Linked DNA regions of Mus musculus: region 1 is linked to region 2. Evidence: chromatin contacts called from public HiChIP or PLAC-seq data. All regions are on one chromosome and are shown on one strand. Each heading gives the region's core, a stretch centred on a gene start, on an enhancer-like site or on the middle of the called end of the contact. The rest is flanking DNA. Distances are from core to core; before and after follow the strand shown. Region 1 holds the start of Nkx1-1 (NK1 homeobox 1). Region 2 holds the start of Pisd (phosphatidylserine decarboxylase).

What was found. HiChIP or PLAC-seq counts read pairs in DNA pulled down with a chosen protein or histone mark.
Region 1: a contact with region 2 is called in an H3K4me3 HiChIP or PLAC-seq map of bone marrow-derived macrophages, with 5 times the contacts expected there. The contact joins the promoter of Nkx1-1 here to the promoter of Pisd in region 2. A contact is called at or near these places in 1 of 39 promoter capture datasets (liver) and 1 of 115 datasets of contacts at active chromatin or transcription factors (bone marrow-derived macrophages).

What each region holds. Positions count from the first base shown.
Region 1 is chr5:33,431,188-33,435,809 of GRCm38.p6, reverse strand. Nkx1-1 (NK1 homeobox 1) reads left to right here and starts at 1,720. Exons shown (of 2, transcript NM_011320.1): 1 at 1,720-2,185; 2 at 4,220-4,622. The coding sequence starts at 1,720.
Region 2 is chr5:32,783,936-32,788,214 of GRCm38.p6, reverse strand. It overlaps Pisd (phosphatidylserine decarboxylase), which reads left to right and starts at 2,589. Exons shown (of 8, transcript NM_177298.3): 1 at 2,589-2,666. The coding sequence starts at 2,602.

The sequences.
Region 1 (4,622 bases), core at 471-2,970, 650 kb before region 2:
TGATTTATAATTTAAAGATAAAGAATAATCAGGTCCTGGCAAGGAAGGACACAGTGTTGTGGGTCTGATTAGAATCTCAGGATGGACCAGCGCGGTGAGGGTGGGAGGGGGCAGGGAAGAAACTGAGGGGAGGAGAGCCCTGCCCCCCTCCTTCTGCCTCCTGTCCCAGCCTCCCAGAGGCTCAGCATGTCCGAGCTTGGCCCAAATTACAGGCGATCGGTCCCCCATTATTTCTCCTAACTTTTAATTTCTGCTTCCGAAGGATCATTGCCCGCGGTAATTGCAAAGGACCGTCCTTGTGCAGAGCAGGCTCTCGGGACCGTAGTGGGAGGAGGAATGCATACCCGCTGGAGCACACGTCGTAGGCGCACACACTCACACTCTGGGCACGCCAGTTCCATCGCCGGGTCCCACCTGGGTCCTTCAGAGGCGGGTCAGCTCATTGGCCTGAGCGAGAGGAGGAGGAAAACTAGGAAGCGAAGCATCGGCTACCTGACCCTCATCCTCCAAAGCCGGGCTCGACCTTCCGAGGTCGTCCGCCGAGACTGTCCTGTAAATCTCCAGACTGGACAAGACGGTGCACAAACGCTCAGGCCTCAAACGGCCCTTCTGATTTGTTAGGGATGGGGAAGAGGACAGTTTCCGTATTATTTCTGGAAGAAACACATATTTTCCCGTTACATGAAGGGTATCGATCTTTATGTAGGCCACCTGCTATTTGTGCGATTTTTCGGTCACCCTTTGGGGGGGGGGCGGGGACTAGGACGGCCGTCTAGCCCTACTCATTTCGATTCCACTTCTAATGAGCGTCACTCGCGGGCGCCAGCCCCGCCTCTTGCGGGGGATTTCGAGTCGTCCCTAATTTGATCCAGCCAAGGGGGCGGGAGTCAAAGCCAGTGAGGATGGAGGGACAGAGATTCTGACCAGATTGCTCCAGACGCGGAAAAACAGCAATCGAGGGCAGCGGAAACCGAAACTCTGGGAACACGCCCCACAAGGGGCTGAAGACCCTGGAGAGACTCAGAACCCGCAAGAACCCCTCTCTCCCTTTCCGTCCTAGCAGCGGAAGGCGCGAGAGCCCCTGGTGCCAGGATAGCCCAGAACCCCGCGTGCCACGGCAGCAGGAGAGACCTGCCTTAGCGGTACCCTGAGCTGGGATGTCCAGGCCAACTCGGGGCGCGTGGGTTCCCACGTCCTGGGGCCTCTGCAGCCCTCCACAGCCAACTGATCCCGCAATTATTTAAAAGGCGACTGTCTCCTCCCCCTTCGCCAAGGAGGCGGGCACGCAGTTTCCAGCCCCGCGGAGGCGCAGCGGCACGGTGCTGAGCACCCCAGCCTCCAGTGGACTGTGCTCTGGCTCCGGGCAGGGCGTCTGTCTGTCCGTCTCTGCGGCTCAGTCCGTGAGTCCCGTACCGGGCCCGCCTACTCCGCTTGGGACCGTTCGCAGCCAATTAGGCGTGAGCGCTAACGAGGGAAGCGGAACCCTGCGGCCGCCTGCGGGCGCACGTGTGTGCGGCGTGTGGGCGCGTGGGCGCCTCCGGCGGGGCCGCCATAAATGCACTGGCCCGGCGCGGCGGGCGCCTGAAGCGGTGGCGGAGGCAAGGCCAGGCAGCACCAGCAGAGCGGGAACAGCTGGGCTGAGGCTGATTTTGCGGGGCGCAGGGATGGGATCCCAGTAGGTAGCGGGGGCCCGAGCCGCCTGAGCGGCCCGAGGCCCGCATGAGTACCAGCGGCCCGGCGGCACCCGGGGACGTCCCCGCGCTGCCACCGCCACCGCCCGGGCCCGGCTCGGGGCCCGCACCGCCGGCTCCTGCGGCTACAGCTCGGGACACTATGGACGGACGAGCTGAGCTGCCCATCTTTCCCCGGGCTGGAGTGCCACCGCTCGCGGCCAGCGACACTGTTCCCGCGGTGCCAGAGGGGGCTGGAGCGGCCCGGCCCGCCGCGCCCCCGCGCCCCACCTCCTTCTCCGTGTTGGACATCCTAGATCCCAACAAGTTCAACAGTAGGAGACGCCGCTGCGTGCTACTGGGCCCTGTGGTGCCCGCTACGTGTGCCCCATGCGCCCCGGCCGCGTGCGTCGCGGTCCCCGCTGCCTCCGGACGTTCGCCGCGCGCAGAGCTAGAACGCCGAGCCCTCTCCGCCGCCACAGGAGTCGCAGCGGCCGCGGGAGCTGAGCCTACAAGTGAGTATAAGGGGTTGGTGATAGGGGCGAGGACACCGACTGCTCCGGAATGTTTATGCTCCCGGCGAGCTGGGCCTGACCCAAGCGCCGCCGGGCTCTGTGGAAAGTTCGCAGAGCGCGGGGTCCGCCCCAAGCATCCGTGGCCTCCTCCCGACCCGGACTCTAGGGCCCTCACTGCTGCACGCTTCTGGAAAGGTTCTGTTGGGCCAAATCTGGGGCCTTGGGGTTGCGACTACGGTCCAGGATTCATCTAGTCAATCTTTGGTGTTGGAGGGTAGTTGGTGCTGGAGGCAAAGGGACATGCGGCGACTGACTTGGTGACTTACCCACCCCCACCGTGGCCTTCCCGGCCCTCCCCCTTTGGACAAATCAGACTAATTGTGACAAAACGCTGGTTATCTCTGGAAAAACAATTAAATCCCTTCGATTACAGTTAAAGGGAAATGTGCTTAGCGGCGGAAAGCGGCCGGTAATGGGGCGGCCCGCGCCCCCTTTGCGGTCGATATCCCATTACGGCGCATGCATATCTCTTTCAAGCACCTTGCAAACTCCCCCCGAACATCTAAATTATAGGGTCAAAATTCGGATAATTACTCGATTAAAACCTATTACACTTATTAGGGGCCGCTATTGATCGCGAATTGCATTCGACCAGCTCCTGATTGCTTTTTGTGCCCCTCCCCCGTCCTCCTCTAACTTCTTGGCCCCTGCGCCTCTCATGGACCAGAACGCTCAGGGAGAACTGGACTGGGGCCGCCAGCTCTACCAACGCGGTTGCATTGACCTTCCGTTCCTAGAGAGAGGAAGGGCAGGCCATGCAGGCTGCAGTTGGACCCCTCTCTCCGCCAAGGGGTTGGTCTACGAGGAACTCGCGGCTGCCTGCTGGAGCTGTGTAGGGAGGGAGCGAGCGCTGCACAGTTGGGAGAGGGCAGCCAGGCAGGGCTGGGGCAGGGATGACTGGCTACGTGTCGCCTGAGGGAATAGTTGTCCTGCTAAGACCTGGGAGTTGAGGACAGGACACCCGCACTCTTCATGCGACCTGGGTCATTTGAGCTGGGTTATTTTCGAGTTGCGATTTTATGCTCCAGTATGTCAGCGTCAACTCGATCTGAGAGCTGAACACCGGCCCTGGGTCGGAAAACGTGGAGGCCTCCTCTGGCATTTAAAGACCACCTGTGGGTGAGGGGCATGAAAGGTCCTCAGATTCCTGCAGAGCAGACAGACAGCCTTGCAAAATTTCAGAGGCAAAATGCAGTCATGGCGGCAGCATCTCTCTGGATGCAGCGGGATTAGCGCTCATACTCCCTCCCAGGGCCCTGCTTAGAGGTTCACAATACGCTTTCCCAGCCTCCAAACTCAACCAGCCCACGGGAAGCTGGAGCCCGCTTAAGACAGAGTCGCTGGGGAGCTGGTTGGTGGGCCCCAGAGGTCCGCAGGGAAGTCAGCACTTTGCGACGCCTAGTTTTCAGGGCCTGAAGCCTGAGGTAGGGACAGCTCCCAGACGACCGATTTTGGTTTTCAGAAGTGGCCTCCTCACAGCCGGCCGACCCCACCCCAGGCCTCGCGCCCCTCCAGCTATTAACTGTGCGGTAATTGGCTGGCCCCGCGCCCGCTGTAATTGGAAGGTAATATACGCCCAAATAAATTAAATGGACTTTAACTAGTTTGTACATTACACAAAATGAGTTTAATTAAGTTTGTATCTGCCCCGTGAATCGATCGGAGCTCTTTCTCCGCTGTACACTCCGAGGGCCGCCCGCGCACCGCAGCCCTAAAGGCCAAGGCCAGGACTGCGGATGGGGCAGCAAAGCAGCTCGACACGGAGTGGGTCCTTCCGAAGGAAGGCAGAGAGGAAATGCAAGCAATCAAGGAGGAACTGTGGCAAGGAGGAAGAAAAAGAAAATCTTTGGTGAGGGGGCAAACGAGGAAGAGGAGAAACACAACAGTTAAAAGAGAATCTCTCCTGGGGCGGAGCGGGCAGGGCGGCTGGCAGCGGGCCTGACCCTCTGTTCTCTTCCTTTTCGCCGCCCGCAGGTGCTGGGGACTCTTACAGGGCGGACGAGGCCGAGGCCAACGGCTACAGCAGCGGCAGCGGTCGCAGCCCGACCGCGGACAGCGAGGATGAAGCGCCGGAGGACGAGGACGAGGAAGAAGCGCCCGAGGTGCAGGATGCTCAGGGCACGGAGGAGCCTCGGGGAGGCAGCGGCGGTCTCGGGGCCCGCGGGTCGGGCTGCCCCGGAGCGGCCGAGGTCGAGGCTTCCCCTGTGGACGATACTGCGGCCCCAGGGCCCCGTGGGAACTCGCCCGGAGCCCCGGGCCCGCCTGCAACTGCTACGGGAGCGGGGAGCGCGGGGAGTACCCCGCAGGGCGCCGCCGTGACCACCAAGCCCAAGCGGAAGCGCACGGGCTCGGACTCGAAGTCCGGGAAGCCGAGGCG
Region 2 (4,279 bases), core at 1,340-3,839:
TGGGGAGGAAAGGGCTTATTTGGCTTTATCCTGAGTCACAGTCAATGAGGGGAAGTCAGGACGGGAACCTGGAGGCAGGAGCTGAAGTCCAGGCCACGGAGGGGTGCTGCTTATTGGCTTGCTCCCCATGGCTTGCTCAGCCTGCTCTCTTCACTTGATCTTAGCCAAAAGGCCGAGAAGTGATTCAACCTGCTTTCTTACAGAATCCAGGACCACCAGTCCAGGGATAAGCACCACCTTTAATCCCAGCACTCGGGAGGCAGAAGCAGGCGGATTTCTGAGTTCGAGGCCAGCCTGGTCTACAAAGTGAGTTCCAGGACAGCCAGGGCTATACAGAGAAACCCTGTCTCAAAAAAAAAAAAAAAAAAAAAAAAAAGGAAGAAAGAAAAAAAGAGCATGCACTGTTCTCCCAGAGGTCCTGAGTTTGGTTTCCAGCAGCTCTGGGGGGCATGCGACACCTCTAGTCTAAGAGGACACCTACAAATGTGGCATATCTACACACAGATCCATAATTTAAAATCACAAAAAAATAAAATTCTAATTTGGGGCTAGAGAGCTGGTTCAATGGTTAAGAACATATGTTGGGTGCTCTTACAGAAGGCTCGAGTTTCTAGTACCCACAGGATGGTATTCAACTCTAGTTCCAGATCTAACCATACATGTATGTTGTGCATATACATATAAACAGGCAAAACATACACATTAAATGAATAATTAAAATGTAATGTGGTCACACTAACAAGTAATAGAAATAATAGTAAAATAATATGCTTAGTAGATGCAAAAAGGAGGTAACTTTCCAACCTTGAAGTTCAGTTATCTTTTGTTGTTCTCTGTGCTTTTGGTGTTACAGCCAAGAAGTCATTGTCAAATCCAATATATCAAATTTCTCAGGGCTTAGAGATGGCTCAGTAGTTAAGAGCACTGGCTACTCTTTTAGAAGACCTTGTTTCCAGTACCCACACTAGGTAACTCAAACTCTCTATAACTTCAATTACAAGATATTCAATGCCTTCTGGCCACAACCAGAACCTGCACACATGAGTGTTTTAACTGCACGTGTGCCTGCTTGCAACTTGCATGCCTGGTGCCCTCAGAGGCCAGAAGAGCATGGTATCTCCTGGAACTGGAGATATAGATACTTGTGATACACCATCTGGGTGCTGGGAATCGAACCGGGTCCTTTAAAGCAACTAGTGCTCTTAACCACTGAGCCATTTCACCACCTCTTTTTATTATGTGTTTTTAGTTTTGCTCCTTTTAAAAAAGGTATATACAGTATATTTATAACATGTTTTCTAAAGAATTGAAAAAAAATAGTGTTATATAAAACTAGGGTTTTTGTTTTGTTTTGTTTTGTTTTGTTAAAACAGGGTCTAGGTAGCCCAGGCTGGCCTGGAATTCAGGACACTCCAAAATACTGGGATTCCAGTGTTATTTTGAAATAACTCACCTCAATCATTTGAATTACAACACTCAATTCCATACCAAAATTATGTTGTGTGTGTTTCTTTTCCAGGCTCTGGAAAAGTATGACAAAGGGAGGTGTTTGCCTTGAATTACCAAACTTGTGACTTCTTAGGTTCTCTCTCTCTCTCTCTTTTTTTTTTTTTTTTTTTTTTTTTTTTTTTTTTTTGGTTTTTCGAGACATGGTTTCTCTGTGTAGCCCTGGCTGTCCTGGAACTCACTTTGTAGACCAGGGTGGCCTGGAACTCAGAAATCCTCCTGCCTCTGCCTCCTGAGTGCTGGGATTAGAGGGGTGTGCCACCAAGCCCGGTTTAGGTTCTCTTTAGTGGCTGGTTTTGCTGTAAGTGAATTTAAGTAACTATCCAGAATTAATCTAAAGCACTAATTAGCTTATCCGTTTGGTGTTTACTAGAAGAAAAATCAGGGCTGCCTTCCTTCAGTTTTTGCATTCAGGTTCAACCATTTTTCTAGGGCCTTAAAAGGGGGGCGGGGTGTTCAGATCATGGGTTTTGACACCAATGATGTAGAAATACTGGATTTTCTATTATTATACAATTTGCGAGCCCTTTGTGGGGTTAATGTGCCCTTGAGAAAGTTGCTTATCCTCGCAGACCTTTAAAATGGTAATAATATCCAAGGGCTGGCTGCGGGTCTCCAGCGCTTAGGAAAAAAAACAAAAACAAAAACAAAACTGTTATGTACCACTGAAAAATTCGTTTTCCCCTCATAACTGGAAAGTACAGGAGAAAGCACCATCACCGGGAGCCTAGTTTAACAGCTTTCCATATTTCTTACATAAACCCCTCGCCTCTGGAGCCCCATCAATGAGATAAGAATAGACACCCCGTTCCAAGGGATCCAACGCCTTCTTCTGGCCGCCGAGGGCGCCAGCATCCTTGTGCCATGCACACATCGTGACTGAGCACAAGGTGGCTCAGATTTTTCGGGCACAGGAGCGGCTGTCCCATCGCCCCGGCGCGCCTGCCCACACACTCCGCGGGGGTGGGCCCGGCAGAGGCGGAGCCGTACGCAGAAGCTTCCGGGCCCAGCCTTTCACGTTCCTGATTGGCCCGGTGACGACAAGGGCGTGCGTCCGAAGGCGGAAGGGGGCGTGTCCGCTCAGGAGGAGGCGAGATGGCGGCGTCTGGGGGCCGCGCGTGTGTGCGCTCGCTTCGTGGAGGTGTGCTGTGGCGGAGCAGGTATGGCCGGGCGGGAGGCTGCTGGGGTAGGGATCAGCACAGACCAAGCCAGGCTCTGAGAGCGAAGCCAGTTCTCGTCGCCGGCTCGCCGCGAGTAGGTCTGACAGGAAGGACACGGAGCCACCTTTCGGCTTCAGAACAGGTGCTACAAGCCACCGCGTGGACCGTGAAATGGGTGTGGCCTAAAGGCTGGGTGAAAGTGCACAGGGACAACCAAACCCACCATATTCTGCTGCCCGCTGGTCTCTAGAGTGGAAGCAGAGTCGATCTCCTTTTCACGGGTGTTTGCCTTCCTACCAGGCTGGTGTAACCTGGAAGAGCACGGCACGGCAAAGCGACCTTCACTTGGGGTTCTAAAGCTTTGAGGCGAAAGAATTAGGTTTCTTTATCTGAAAAGTCTGTGGTGGAATTGTGGTCCTTATCCTGCTGACCCCAAACGTCTGGGTTACTTAAGTTCCTAGGCAGCTAGAAGTGGGAGAGCGACATGAGGCATCTATTGTGACTGTTCATTTGGCTTTTTGTCTGCTCCAGACAGTTTCATTAGGTAACCCAGGCTGGCCTCGAAATCACAGCTATCCCCCTGCCTCAGCCTCCCAAGTGCTTCCAAAAAGCCGAGATTACTGGCATGTTTCAGCTGTTTATTCTTTTTTGAAGGGTAGGAGGGGAGAAGAGGAGAGAGTTCTTAACCCAAATGAGAGAGAAGAAACAGTTCTCAACTTGGCTGAGTTACTTAATAGCCTACATACTTATTTCTTTTTGGCAAAGACTACTTCTACCTTTTTACACCGTGTGTGTGTATGCATATGGGTGGTTGCAGGTGTCCATAGGACCATCAAGAGTCTCCTGGAATTGGAGGAATTACAGGTGGTTGAGAGCCATCTGACATGTATGCTGGGAACCAAACTCTGGTACTTTTTTTTTTTTTTTTTTTTTTTTTTTGGTTTTTTGAGACAGAGTTTCTCTGTGTACCCCTGGCTGTCCTGGAACTCATTCTGTAGACCAGGCTGGCCTCGAACTCAGAAATCTGCCTGCCTCTGCCTCCCAAGTGCTGGGATTGAAGGCTTTACCACACCTGGCTCAACTCTGGTTCTCTTAACTGCTGAACCATCTCTACACCACCAACATTGCTCAATTTTTAAAATGTGTGTGTGTGTGTAAATATTTTGCCAGCATGTATGTCTGTGTGTGCCCTGGTACCCATGGAGGCCAGAAGAAAACATTCTAGCTTAATTGGTGACCTTTAGGCTAGTGATGGACCCTGTATCAAAGAACAAGATGCACGCCTTTAATCTCAGCACTCAGGAGGCAGAAGCAGGTGAATCTCTCTGGATTCAAGACCAGCCTGGTCTACATAGTGACTGCCAGCCAGCCAGAAATATATACTCAGACCCCATATCAAAGCAAAACAACAATAAAGAAAAAACCATAAAACATAACAAACCTAACAAGTTTTTGTATGGTTCATGGGGAATGGCCCCCAAAGTTGTCCTCTGACCTCCCCATTCACATGCATAAACACTACCCACATTCATTATTTAATTTACTGATTAATTAATTTGCAATTAGCCTTATACTTAAGGAACTTACAGTTTAATAGACAAGGGTAATATTTT